Regions from separate parts of the Hordeum vulgare genome. Here all the other regions are linked to region 1. Evidence: chromatin contacts called from public Hi-C data. All regions are on one chromosome and are shown on one strand. The core of a region is the stretch at or near the end of the contact, and the rest is flanking DNA. Distances in the headings are between cores, read along the strand shown.

The links. A called contact is a pair of places that touch in the nucleus more often than the background predicts.
Region 2: a Hi-C map of leaf shows a contact between it and region 1, with 2.7 times the contacts expected there. The contact joins two enhancer-like sites. A contact is called at or near these places in 2 of 6 Hi-C or Micro-C datasets (leaf and seedling).
Region 3: a contact with region 1 is called in a Hi-C map of seedling, with 5 times the contacts expected there. The contact joins two enhancer-like sites. A contact is called at or near these places in 2 of 6 Hi-C or Micro-C datasets (leaf and seedling).

What each region holds. Positions count from the first base shown.
Region 1 is chr3H:45,121,497-45,125,687 of MorexV3_pseudomolecules_assembly, reverse strand. No RefSeq gene overlaps it. Among protein-coding and RNA genes, the nearest start is that of LOC123442898, 63 kb to the right of the region's middle. Within about 2 kb of position 1,612, at least 3 of the 3 cell types and tissues checked have open chromatin away from gene starts, as enhancers often do. A contact at or near this core is called in leaf and seedling, where this site is marked.
Region 2 is chr3H:44,830,837-44,834,764 of MorexV3_pseudomolecules_assembly, reverse strand. It overlaps LOC123442897 (protein NDL1-like), which reads right to left. Exons shown (of 11, transcript XM_045119077.1): 8 at 3,810-3,866; 9 at 3,648-3,703; 10 at 3,417-3,552; 11 at 2,736-3,325. The coding sequence ends at 3,104. Among protein-coding and RNA genes, the nearest start is that of LOC123442897, 3.8 kb to the right of the region's middle. Within about 2 kb of position 2,639, at least 2 of the 3 cell types and tissues checked have open chromatin away from gene starts, as enhancers often do. A contact at or near this core is called in leaf, where this site is marked.
Region 3 is chr3H:45,454,187-45,458,557 of MorexV3_pseudomolecules_assembly, reverse strand. No RefSeq gene overlaps it. Among protein-coding and RNA genes, the nearest start is that of LOC123442899, 110 kb to the right of the region's middle. Within about 2 kb of position 1,342, at least 3 of the 3 cell types and tissues checked have open chromatin away from gene starts, as enhancers often do. A contact at or near this core is called in leaf and seedling, where this site is marked.

The DNA.
Region 1 (4,191 bases), core at 363-2,862:
CAGATCATATGTTGTTGTTGTCCCGGTCGTAAGTCCAGTATTCGACTCGTAACTCGGCTCGTCTTTGTTATCACAGTTCCAAGCCAATTATGGGCTCACAACCCGCACCCCATATTTTTAGAAACACCATGTTTTAAATTTTGCATAACATATTTTAGAAAATCTAGTTGCATTTTAAAAGTTGTCTCCATTTGTTTTTGGGAATTTTAAATTCATGAACTTTTTAAAAAGAAAAATGAAGTCCATGAACATTTTTAATGCCCGTGAACAGTGTCAAATTTGAAGTTTTTTTTCAAATTTGTGAACATTTTAAAATAAATTGTTCACCGTATATTAGAATGTGTTCATTAACGTTTTTCGAATTTGAAAATACTTATTTAAATTCGTGTACATGTTTTGATCAAACTTTATCTTTATTGAAAATTAATGTACAAAATGTAAGGATGAAAAAGGGCAAAAACCAAAAGGCAGAAGAAAAGATATCGTTTGTAACCTACTGAAAGCTAGCGATCAGAGACGTACTGGTAAGAAGATAGTGACCAATGCAAGAATGAACAAATCCATGGCTGCACTGTTCAATGCTAGGGATCAGATGTGCCATACGAGTAAATCATAGTAGTGGCTTGACGTATAGGCCAGCCCACCCAACGGACGTGCGGGAAAGTTTATTTGTTCTGTTTTTTTTCTTTGACAAATATAATCAAACAAACAATAAGTTAAAAAAGAAGAATAATGATAAGGTGACGTGGCGAATACTTGTATGTGACATTGTTAGATGTGAGATCTAGATGTGAGATCTAGATGTGATAAAATAGGACCCAATATTGAAAGGAAACGTTTCCTTACGGCGCGTCGGTCGCTCCCTCGCGCGCGTGGGCCATGCAACATTTTTCGCACGCGCGCTTCGTTGCTCAGTGGATGCAACACTTTTCGTCTAAATTTGTTGCAACCAGCATCATATTTGCTGTAAGGTTTTTCTTTGCTATATTTTTCCAGTAAAAAGCTGCATATACGTTTGGTTGCAACTTCAGTTCGTCGAATTTTTCGTTACAATCGATGTTTTTTACTTTTGCTACAACCGTGTTAATTTTTACTACAACCGGCATCATTTTTTGCTGCAACCGTTCACTAAAAAAGTTGCATACACGTTCACGTAGATATTTGTTACAACCGGCGTTTTGACTTTTGCTACCACGCACCATCAGCTTCGTTTTTTGCTACGATCACGTAGATATTTTTTTGCTACAAAATTTATTTTTTGTTGCAACCGTTGAAAAAATTGCTGCATCGCGATGAATTTTGCTGTATCAGAAAAAAAAATGTTACATGAAGATCCAACGATGCGGACGCGTGGGGGTTGGTGGATCGTGCGGCCCGCGCTCGGCCGTCCAAAAGTTTCGACCGGCGCGCCGGTGCAGCATATTGAAAGACCGCGGTTTAGCTGGGTCTATAAAAAAATGAAAACAGACGGAAAATCAATCTGTTTTTCATTTCAAAACGTGGAAAAAGGAAACAATTCCGGAAGAGAAAACAAGCAGCTCGAGACTAGAGTGGGCAGGCCCAATGCTGGCCCAAGCTTGCTTAATTTGATCTTTCTTTCTAGGGCCTTAAATATAAAGGGCTGGGCCATGTTTGTCCCGAGCAATCGCTCATGTACCAGCATCGGGTGGGCCAGCTCATTACGTTGGATCGCTAGTTACTATAGCGTAGCGTAGGTACTCCCTCCGTAAATAAGAGCGTTTAGATCACTATTTTAGTTATCTAAACACTTTTATATTAATTTATAAAGGAAGTATCATTTATGAGTTTCTTTTTTTCTTACAAAACAATTATCGGTTTCCTTTTTTAGACTCAATTTTTTATGGGCTTCGTTTTGTTTCAAAAACATTTCATGATTTTTTCCATCTGTTTTTACTGTATGAAATGGGTAAAAAAATGTTCACCACAATGAAAAATGTTACTATGAATTTGAAAAAAATGATGATTCATTTCGACATATCCAAACAAGTTCATGCATTCCAAAAATAGTTCAAGAATTCAAAAAATATTTAGAATTTTTATATGAATTCTCGAAATTGTTGATGAATTAAAAAATATCCCTGAATTTGGAAAACTATTCGTGAATTGGAAATATTGTTTGTTGATTCCAAAAATATTCATTTATTTGAAAACATTCAGGAATTCAAAACATGTTCAAGAATTTTAACACTGTTTGTGGATTTTTAAATTGTTTATGAACTTTAAATTTTTTGGTAGTTTCGAAACATATTCATGAGTTCAGAAAATTCAAACAAGTTTTAGTTGTGTTCAAGAATTCAGAAAATTTTATAGAATAAGAAAGATATTCATGAATTTGAAGCAATTTAACATATATGAAAATTGTTCACGGATCTAAAAAATAGAAAATGTTGGTTTAAAAAATGGTAAAGTACAAAAAATGAAAAGAAAAAAAGAAAAAAGGAAGAAAAATTGAAGGAAAGATAAAAGATAAGAAAAACCAAGAATATCTTGGAAGAAAAAGCCTTCTAAGACCTTCCCAACACTAGGCGAAAGGGTCAAGAAGTTTTACAAAACTAACTCATATACTCGTGCAAGCTCCCGCTTAAACGGATCGGGCCGCTAACACAACTTTAGGACGATTGTGAAGATAATGCTCACAATGAGTGATATACATCATTTGTGAGATATTTCCTAACCAACATAGCAAGTCAACTTTTTTGTTTTGTAATGTTGCATCCTAATCTTCTCTTCAAAGGGGCTCCCTTATAGTCTTTCTTGTTGGGGAACATCGCATGGGAAAGAAAATTTTTCCTACGCGCACGAAGACTTATCATGGTGATGTCCATCTACGAGAGGAGATTTGGATCTACGTACCCTTGTAGATCGCACAGCAGGAAGCGTTAAGAAACACGTTGATGTAGTGGAATGTCCTCATGTCGCTCGATCCGCCCCGCGAACTGTCCCACGAACCGTCTCACGATCCGTCCCACGATCCGCTTCGATCTAGTGCCGAACGGACGACACCTCCGCGTTCAGCACACGTACAGCTCGACGATGATCTCGGTCTTCTTGATCCAGCAAGCAAGACGGAGAAGTAGATGAGTTCTCCGGCAGCGTGACGGCGCTCCGGTGGTGGTGAAGGATCTACTCCTGCACGGCTCCGCCCGAGCTCCGCAGAAATACGATCTAGAGGAAAAACGGTGATGTTTTGTGGTCGGGCTGCCGTGGCAAAGTTGTCTCAAATCAGCCCTAGACCTTCACTATATATAGGAGGAGGAGTGGGGAGGCTTGCCTTGGGGTCCAAGACCCCAAGGGTCCGCCGACCAAGGAGGTGGAGGATTCCACCTCCAATCCTAGTCCAACTAGGATTGGAAGGTGGAGTCCTTCCCTTCCTTCCCACATCTTTTTTTCTTCTTTTCTCTTTGATTTTTTATCTCCTGCGCATAGGGCCCTTTTGGGCTGTCCAACCAGCCCACTAAGGGCTGGTGCGGCACCCCTAAGGCCTATGGGCTTCCCTGGGTGGGCTGGCTCCCCCCGGTGAACATCCGGAACCTATTCGTCACTCCCGGTACATTCCCGGTACTGCCCGAAAACTTTCTGGTAACCAAATGAGGCCATCCTATATATCAATATTCGTCTCCGGACCATTCCGGAAACCCTCGTGACGTCCGTGATCTCATCTGGGACTCCTAACAACATTCGGTAACCACACATATAACTCAACTATACTAAAACATCACCGAACCTTAATTGTGCAGACCCTGCGGGTTCGAGAACTATGCAGACATGCCCTGAGGTACTCCTCGGTCAATATCCAATAGCGGGACCTGGATGCCCATATTGGATCTTACATATTCTCCGAATAACTTATCGGTTGAACCTCAGTGTCAAGGATTCAGGCAATCCCGTATATCATTCCCTTTGTCCTTCGGTATGTTACTTGCCCGAGATTCGATCATCGGTATCCGCATACTGCTACTACAACAAAAGACCTTCCAACGGCGCCAGAAACACGTGCTGACGGGAGACTGTTCTTGCCTTGATACTCCTGAGCAACGACACCAGGAATCCTTCTGATACGGCTACGCCTTTAGGGACTTCCTAGGCAATATATGCAAAGGATTTCCCCGTGGCCTTGGAGCCTTGCGTTGGTGTTCCCTCGAAGCGGAAAGGGTGATGTAGCGTAGCGGT
Region 2 (3,928 bases), core at 1,390-3,889, 290 kb after region 1:
TTGCAGCTAACCTCACATGCAAAATCATTACATGCTAACCTCACATGCAAACCCCACAGTGCTGCACAGCGCTCCTGCTGCAGTGCACCATGCATGACTGTCCCTACAAGGCTGCAGTGCTCCTGTCCTCTGCACTGCACTGCAGACTTCTTGAGGCAAGTGCTACATTCAGGTTATGCAGCCCGCGGCCTAAGTGCATGTGTGGTGCCTAAGCCCTTGGCGTTACACTGCAGCATGTGCAACACCTGAGGTTTAGGCGTCACACGAACGGAGGGTGGGCCATGCAGTGTCAGCGTGGACGGGGTGTGGCGCCGATGGCTTAGGCGTCACACAGTGTAGTGTGGCGCCTACGCGTCGGACGCCACACAAAAGGGTCATCTCGATGAAATTTCTTTGAACTAGGTTCAGTATGTGAATTCATTCAGCAAAGAGGTCAAATTTGTCCATTTTGCCACAACACCACGCACGCAAGCGACGTTGCACGCCATCGGTCGGTCTGGAGCTCGGTAATTTGGCCACCTTTCTAGTCTTGAATCTTCGTTCCTGTATTGTTGTACGTTGTGTGTGCATCCCTGGATTACAAATAACAAATGGGTGTGGCATTTTCTTGGGTTGTAACTACTTACCGGGGTATATTTTATTTATCTATACAAGTCTGAATGTCTCAGGTGTGATCTATAATTTGTCAAATACAGATACTATGGACAAGTTTATACTCGAAAGAAAAGTCTCATCAGAGGATGTTCCGGAAGATATAAATAGGGAAGAGAAAAAAATCAGTAATGATCCGGGCAAGATAAAATTGATAGAAGGTTACCATCCTAATTTGGAAGAAAATGTTTTACTAGTAAGTTTAATTCTATTTGTACCTTGTAGGTTATTAAACCTTGTTGTCCGATAATTAGAATTTGGAAACACAACATGATCTTTTTCAAGTAATTTTGATCATTGTTTTATTATTATAGTAAGCATTTTGATGGCTACATTTTGTTTTTACAAACTGCTTTTTGTTATATCCAATCATGTGTGCTACAACTTATGAAACACACCTTTATTCAATACATTCGTCGCTTAACTTTTTAAGCCTTTTTAATGTGATGCATCGGGTAACATTTGCTCCAGCTCCGCCCCTGCTTATTATGACTTCAAATGTTGGGGCAGAGCACCTAAAAGTATGAGTGGTTGGAGAAAAGACAACGGCTGCTTCGCGGAACCTTCTCATTGAACAGGTTTGTGAATCACAAATAGTCCACATAGAATTTAATAACCAGCTGCTCATTGATTCATTATGATATATATTTATTGGTGTAGGTTCAAAAATACTTTAAGCCTGAATTTCTCAACAGATTAGGCGAGATTGTAGTATTTTTGAGCCGCTTTGACACCATCAACTGAAAGAGATCGTGAATATCCAAATGAAGAGTGCATTTGCTAGAGTAGCCGGCAAGGGCATATCTCTTGTTCGAAGTGATGCTATGTTGGATGTCATTTCGTCAGAGTCACACAATCCAGTAAGGGCTTGTTCAGTTAATCCTCATCACAAGGGGATTGGAGAGGATTGGAGGGGATTGAGATGGATTTTGACTTATAGGGGATTTAATCCTCCCCAATCCACTCCAATCCCCTCCAAATCCATTGCAACCGAACAAGGCCTAAGTGTTTTTCCTTTGCAACGTAGTCATACAGTCTAGCTTGTCTATTCAAATAACAAGCCATTTTCCTCATGTTATTGATAACCAATACTATTTGGCTTTCCACAGTTATACGGTGCAAGGCCCATAAAAAGGTGGATAGAAAAGAACAGAATGACAACTATCTCCAAGATGCTGATGAACGGAGAAGCCGTTCAAGGATCAACAATCTCCATTGACTCTGCCAATGACAAGAAAGGGTTGAAATACCAATTGGCAAAGAAGAAAACTGCCACGGATCCATGAAGCAAGAGATCTTCTCATCAACATACGACGAGGATGGCTTGATCTTGGTGGCGGTTTACATACAAAAAGAAAGCTGTCATACATGTATATGCCTAGTACCATTAGATTATGCTTCCAAATCTAATTCAATTGTTGCATAATTGTCGATTTGACAGTGTTTTGTTGGTCTTCTCTGTTTCACCAAGTTGCCTGGTACTCCCTCCGGTCCTTTTTAGCCTGCATATAAGTTTTGTCCGAAGTCAAAGTATCTCTACTTTGACTAAACTTATAGAAAAGATTATGAACATTCACCATGCCAAATCAATATTGTTAGATTCTTTACGAAATGTAGTTTCATAATGTATATATTTGGTATTATAGATACTGATATTTTTTAATATAAAGTTGGTCAAACTTTGTAAAGTTTGACTTGACCGAAATCTAATACGCGAAGTAAAAAGAGTACACACAACCCTTTGCACGTGTCCAACTAGGACGTTGGTGCTGCGGCTGAGCTCCATTTACGTTAGCTTTGAGCTTGGCATACAATGGCGTGCACACACAATGCTTTGCATGTGTCCAATGCTGGTACAGCGGAAAGCTACAAGGAACCAAGACATAGCAGGGAGAGAGGGCCTGAGCCATCGATGGTAGAACCACCACTCACCCACACACAACGAACCAACCACCAATGGATCACCCAATCCATGACGCATACAGCAATAGCTCGCCACCAGCAGGGCACATCACAGCCAGTCAGGCTAAACTTTCAGCAAAGGCAAAAGCCTGTGCCAAGAGACTCGACAACAGACAGGATTCTGCTTTACCATATATATATTATATATTGCTTTCCTGTGTGAAATGACCTGATGACATATACACATGTGATGTGGGATACTACAAAGCATATCAACAAAGAAACAAACAGCCGTATTCCTCCACTACAACCTCAACCCTATTCCCCTTGCCTATCCCAGACGACGTAGATTACAGGCTTACAGCAATCTACAGCAAATGCTGCCATTAACGTATCAATCTATGCATGCGTGCGTGCGTGCCAAGGTACCGGAAGGTATCAAAACTTGTCTCGCGATGGTGACCGTGCTCCGATCAGCTCGACCAAAGCAATCTTTGCTCCTTTGCGAGCTGCATCGTCAGGCCATCCAACATCTCCCACCACATGTTGTTTAAACATTGAGGGAGGTCCGAGTCTTGATGGGCTTCAGCTTCACCCCCATGCTCTCGGGCGACAGCAGCTCCGGCGATATGCAGAACGGGTTCAGGGTGCTGCGGGGGCTGCTCTCGAGCTGGGACGGTCTGTAGAGCCCGTATCCCATCAAGAAGTACTCCATCGGGATCAGCATTGCGTGTGGCTGCTCCTCGGTGACCAGCGACCCGCATGCCTGAACCTGCGATTTGCCCACAAAAACACTACTCAGAACCTGCCTTGCTCTGGGTATAGGTCCAAGTGATCATATGGATTGTTGAAATGTGTGGTACCTCGACTAGGGCGCAGTATCTCCGATCTAGTTTCGTGGTCATGTGGACAGCGTCGGCATGAAACTGTGAGTTCTCTCCCACGAAAATCAGCGTCCGGCACCGGAGCTTCTTCAGTGCTTCAGTTATGTCATGCCTCCTGATAGATGGAGGAGGTTGATGAACTGGGTGAGCTGAGCTCCAAATTTGTTTGGTATTTACAGGTAATGCCTAGCAAAGTTATTGTTTACTCACTCGTTTATTGCTTTAAGGAATCGACATACATTAACACCCTGCCTCTGATCAAGTAACTGCATAAAAAGGTAATCATGACCTCAGTCAGATATTGAAACTGTAGAGATAATTGACATTCTAGAAAAAACACTAGAAAGCTGCAAAGGGGAGAAAAATACTTACACTTCTACAGGCCTGGACAATTTCCGATTCAGGTTCTTGTCCACTACCACGAACTTCCTGTACGTAGCAGAAAAAAGATGTTCAGTGGAACTTCCTGTACAAGGTGTAAACAGAACAAG
Region 3 (4,371 bases), core at 93-2,592, 330 kb before region 1:
CACACACAATGATCAAATTTCATTTACACTAGGAACATTTTTATTACTTGTTTGTCATTTCTAAATTACAAATTAACTGTTTATAAATATATATATTTTGAAGACCTTTTAATTCAATATAAATTGTACATTTTAATTATGCTTCCATTTTTCCTAGACATTTAACATTTTATTAATCATTTAACATTTCTTCATACACATGCACATTTTTTGTATATTGTTTTCGTAGATATGAGAAATATTTTTCCTATAACATTTTTAGAAAGAACTAATTCTTGATTATTTTTTTGAAAATATTTGGTAAAAAAAATTTAAATTATTTATTCACGTTTTTAATACGTTATCAACTTTTTTATACCCACTCTATAATCTTGTATACGTTTTCCTATGCATGGGAAATAGTTTTCTACGCACATTTGACATTATTAACATTTTTATATTCTTTGATGTGAAGTGTCTTGTATAATATATATTTAAAATGTGTGGAAGTACAAAACAATTGAAAAAACTAAAGAAAAAAAAACCGAAAAACGATTTACAAAAAATACATTTGGAAAGAAAACCAAAAATCGATATGTGCTGGGCTGGCCCATTATTATGTTCACCTAGGCGAGGCTGCCCTATGTGAGTAAAGCAAGCACTAGGCTTTGTTCCTTTGTTTTTCTAGAAACTGATATTTCAATTTTTTTGTTTCAGTATTACGGTTTTTCCACTAGATACATGTGATTTTAGCATTTTTTTTCCACGTTTTGTCTAGTTTTACCGTATCTAGTTCGGTTTTCGTTCAGTTTTACAAAAAAAAAATCTAAGTTTATCAATTTTTTATTTTTTTATTTAATTATAATTTCTTTTTTTCTTTTCCTCCTCTCTTCTTTTCTGTATTCATTATTTTTTATACTCTCCCGTTTTCTCTTCCTTTCCCCAATCCTTTGCAAATTTTATTTTTCTGGGTCCTGTAAATCTTGGACGCGCTGGTTTCCGGACTATAAATTTAGGGCGTCGGATTATGCACCCTACATACGACCCTAGGCCTCGCCGGTAAACAATGGAGGCCAGATGCCGACGGAAAACGACGGTGGCCAGGGCCGCTGACCACAGTGGGCAGAGCAGTGCCAGCGCAGGGGCGGTCGAAACCAACGATGCAAGCCGCGCCAAATAAGAGTACGGAATGGATGGGATTGGGAATGGCTCCTCACCGCGATGCAATTTGCTCACGAAGTCACGAGCTGTGGTCAGGGAAATGGTACGAATTATTGGGAGCAGCCCACGTCCTCGGCTCCTCGCTGTTGGGCCACCTGGGCGCATCAGTGCATGCATGTCGGCGTCGTCAAGCCCGCCCTAGCCACAGCCACAACCACAAACCGCCGGACGGCGCCACGACGCCATGGCACCGGGCAGCTGGGAGCACAGGGGCACTAGTCTTCGCATGATTGGGCGCTTTTGACGCGCTCACCGTGCACCCCACGTACCTCGTCGGAAAACGACGGTGGCCACGCCCCAACGGCTGTGCCGACCACAGCGGCACCGGCCGAACCAAACGAACGACGCAACGCCTGCGCCAAACAAAAGTACGGCGCGGATGACAACCGCTACTTACCCATACATGTCGCTAATCCATCCGTTTGGCCGGTTCCAGTGTCCATCCACAACCCGTACCAGGAATCATGAGTTTGCAGTGGCTCCCTGACGCTGGAATTCAGCGGGTAACGCCAAATGTGCGACTAGTACAAACGTAACGCCGCTCCACCTCGATCGATCATGTATTCATGTGTGCCGCGCCCAATGTATCCCGGGGGAGACATCATCACACCGCGATAGCGGCTGGCCACCAACCAGTATTCGCTTTTCCTCCCTCCCGTGGTGGAGTCGACTGATTAGTGATGGGGTTTTGTCTCTAACAACGATGCTTCGGGCTCTTGACCAGACTACTAAGCAGGCCAGTTTTATGCATCAGTGATTAATATAGGTATTAGCATTCACAAGGTTACGTGAGTCCACCGACGCGCTTTCCTTGCTCGTTGTTGCATTTCTGCTCGCTACGCAGTCACACATATTTACTACTGATAATTAAAGAGTAAAACATCATCGTTCAATACATTGCAAACACACATCGGAATGGTAAAAGTCGCCATCAGGGATAAAAGAGAACTTTCGCCATCGGACAAGGAGTATTTGATCGCAAGCTCACGTGCTTCCTGATGAACAGTAAAGTCTAAAAATTGGTAAAAAAATAAAAAAAAGTCTGATTTTGTTTTGTGATAAACATTGATGAAACTTCTAACTACCTGAAATTTTTTTTGATGAAATGACATTCATATAGGACCGGGCAAAAAAACAAAATCGATGTTTCAAAAACACTATTGTTGGAAGCATTTTGAAGCATCGATTTTGTTTTTTTATTGGCCAGACCACCACGAATGTTATTTCATCACGAAAATTTGCAGAATACTGAAACATTAATCAATGTTTATCACTAAAAAAAGTCAAAAAAATGTGATCTCTTTTACTATTTTTAAAATTTTACTGTTTATTATGGAGCATATGAGCTTGGGATAAAAAAACTTCGCCATCTACGTGTAACATGGAATTATGCCTATACATAAAACATGCAGACCGGTTTGAATGTACCTTGTGCTACCATCTTTTATTTGTTGCATCTAAACGCCATATACGCCCGTACAACCGCACGTTAAGTAAGGAGCATGTGGGGACCCTGACTCATAACTTGAAGTTACCGAATGCATGTGTAAAGTGATCTCGGTATCAATGCTCGTATAAACTGAATAACAAGAGACTTATATCCATTACATATCCTCTTACACAAATTATGACCATTATGGTCTCTTACATAGGTAGGGCCATGAAGGCCAAACATCAAACATAAACTGGCAATGGTAATCTCCAATGATAGCGTGAACCCATGATATCTGCCTTAATCCTACACACATCTCACTAGAAAGCGTCCTAATTCGCATGATCGTCACGGAGGTGTTCTTGATCATAGACCTGCTCTTCCATGCCTCGTCAATAAAATAGCTAGGGACAAGCTAGTGAGTACTTTGAAATGTACTCGCAAGCAACCCATGTTTCTAATAGAGTAAACATTGCATGGTATAACACTAAGTATGTACTTTTGCGAAAGCTAGTTTTGAATGCAATGTCATGACCTATCAAGAGTAAACACGCATCTTGACGTTACAAATATCAATATGAACAGAGTTGGAGCAACTCAAGTTTAGTCATCTTCTCAAGTCACCCGACTTAGCTCAAGTATCTCTTTTGTCACACACACACCAAGTTTGTAAAACTTTGGACATAGTTTAAGAAGCACCATCCAACTATTCTTGATCGTGGACACAACTATTCAAATAGTTTGACACTCTGCACAGGTTGCACACTTTACCTATAAAACTCAGGGAACTTTCGTATCAAGCCACGACTCGCGGTATGTTACATACCCGAGGTAGGCACCTGGACAATACATTTCCCGTGACGATACTAAACAAATAGTCCCCTTATTCGTACACAACCCTCATGATGTACATAACAAATATCATCCATGAGAGGACACAACGGTGTGCCTGGTGTTTGTGAAAACAGCAATAGTCGTCCATCCAGGCACGACCCCGTATCGAGAGAATGACTCGGCTCTCTCGCCACTAGTAATGCAGGCTCTGTGCTAGCATCTACCAAAATAACCGATAAAGCATCGTCCCATAAGGGCTATCGTGGTCGGACATGTAAGTTTGGGAACAGTCAAAAAATCTTATATCTAATTCATTTTTGAAAACACACACAATTTGCTGAGGTACATCACTTTTTTCTCAAGCGTTTACCTATCTTATCTTCTCCCTCGGGCATTAGTGGAAACTGATGGATTTTTTGAAAAGTTCTTGACAATACTTTCATTTCCATCATCATGCATATTCCTGTTCCACTTGCGTAGCAACTACTTGCACCTATCTACTTCCCACGCGCACGAGTCTCAACGGCACATGGAGCCATGCACAATGCAAGTAACAAAAAGAAGTGCATCGGATACCAACCTAGCAAGGTTGTCACCACATCATCATAATGCTTTCAATGCAACTAAGTAAAGTGCTATATGACATGGATAAAAGTGGTTTCGTCAACATGGTCAAGGGATGCTTGCGTCACTCAACAAAGTCTTCGGAGTCTTCAAATACTTCTAGTCCAACTTCCTCGTTAACCACGTAATCTATGTGGCAAAATAACGGGCACAAATAAGGCCATAGCAAAAACAGGAAAATAAAATCACTACTAAAAATTTCAACCTATTTTTGCTAAATACTAGGATTAAAGCTAAAAATACTACTCGTGTTGGTTTTGGAGTTGGGGTGACAGAAATGT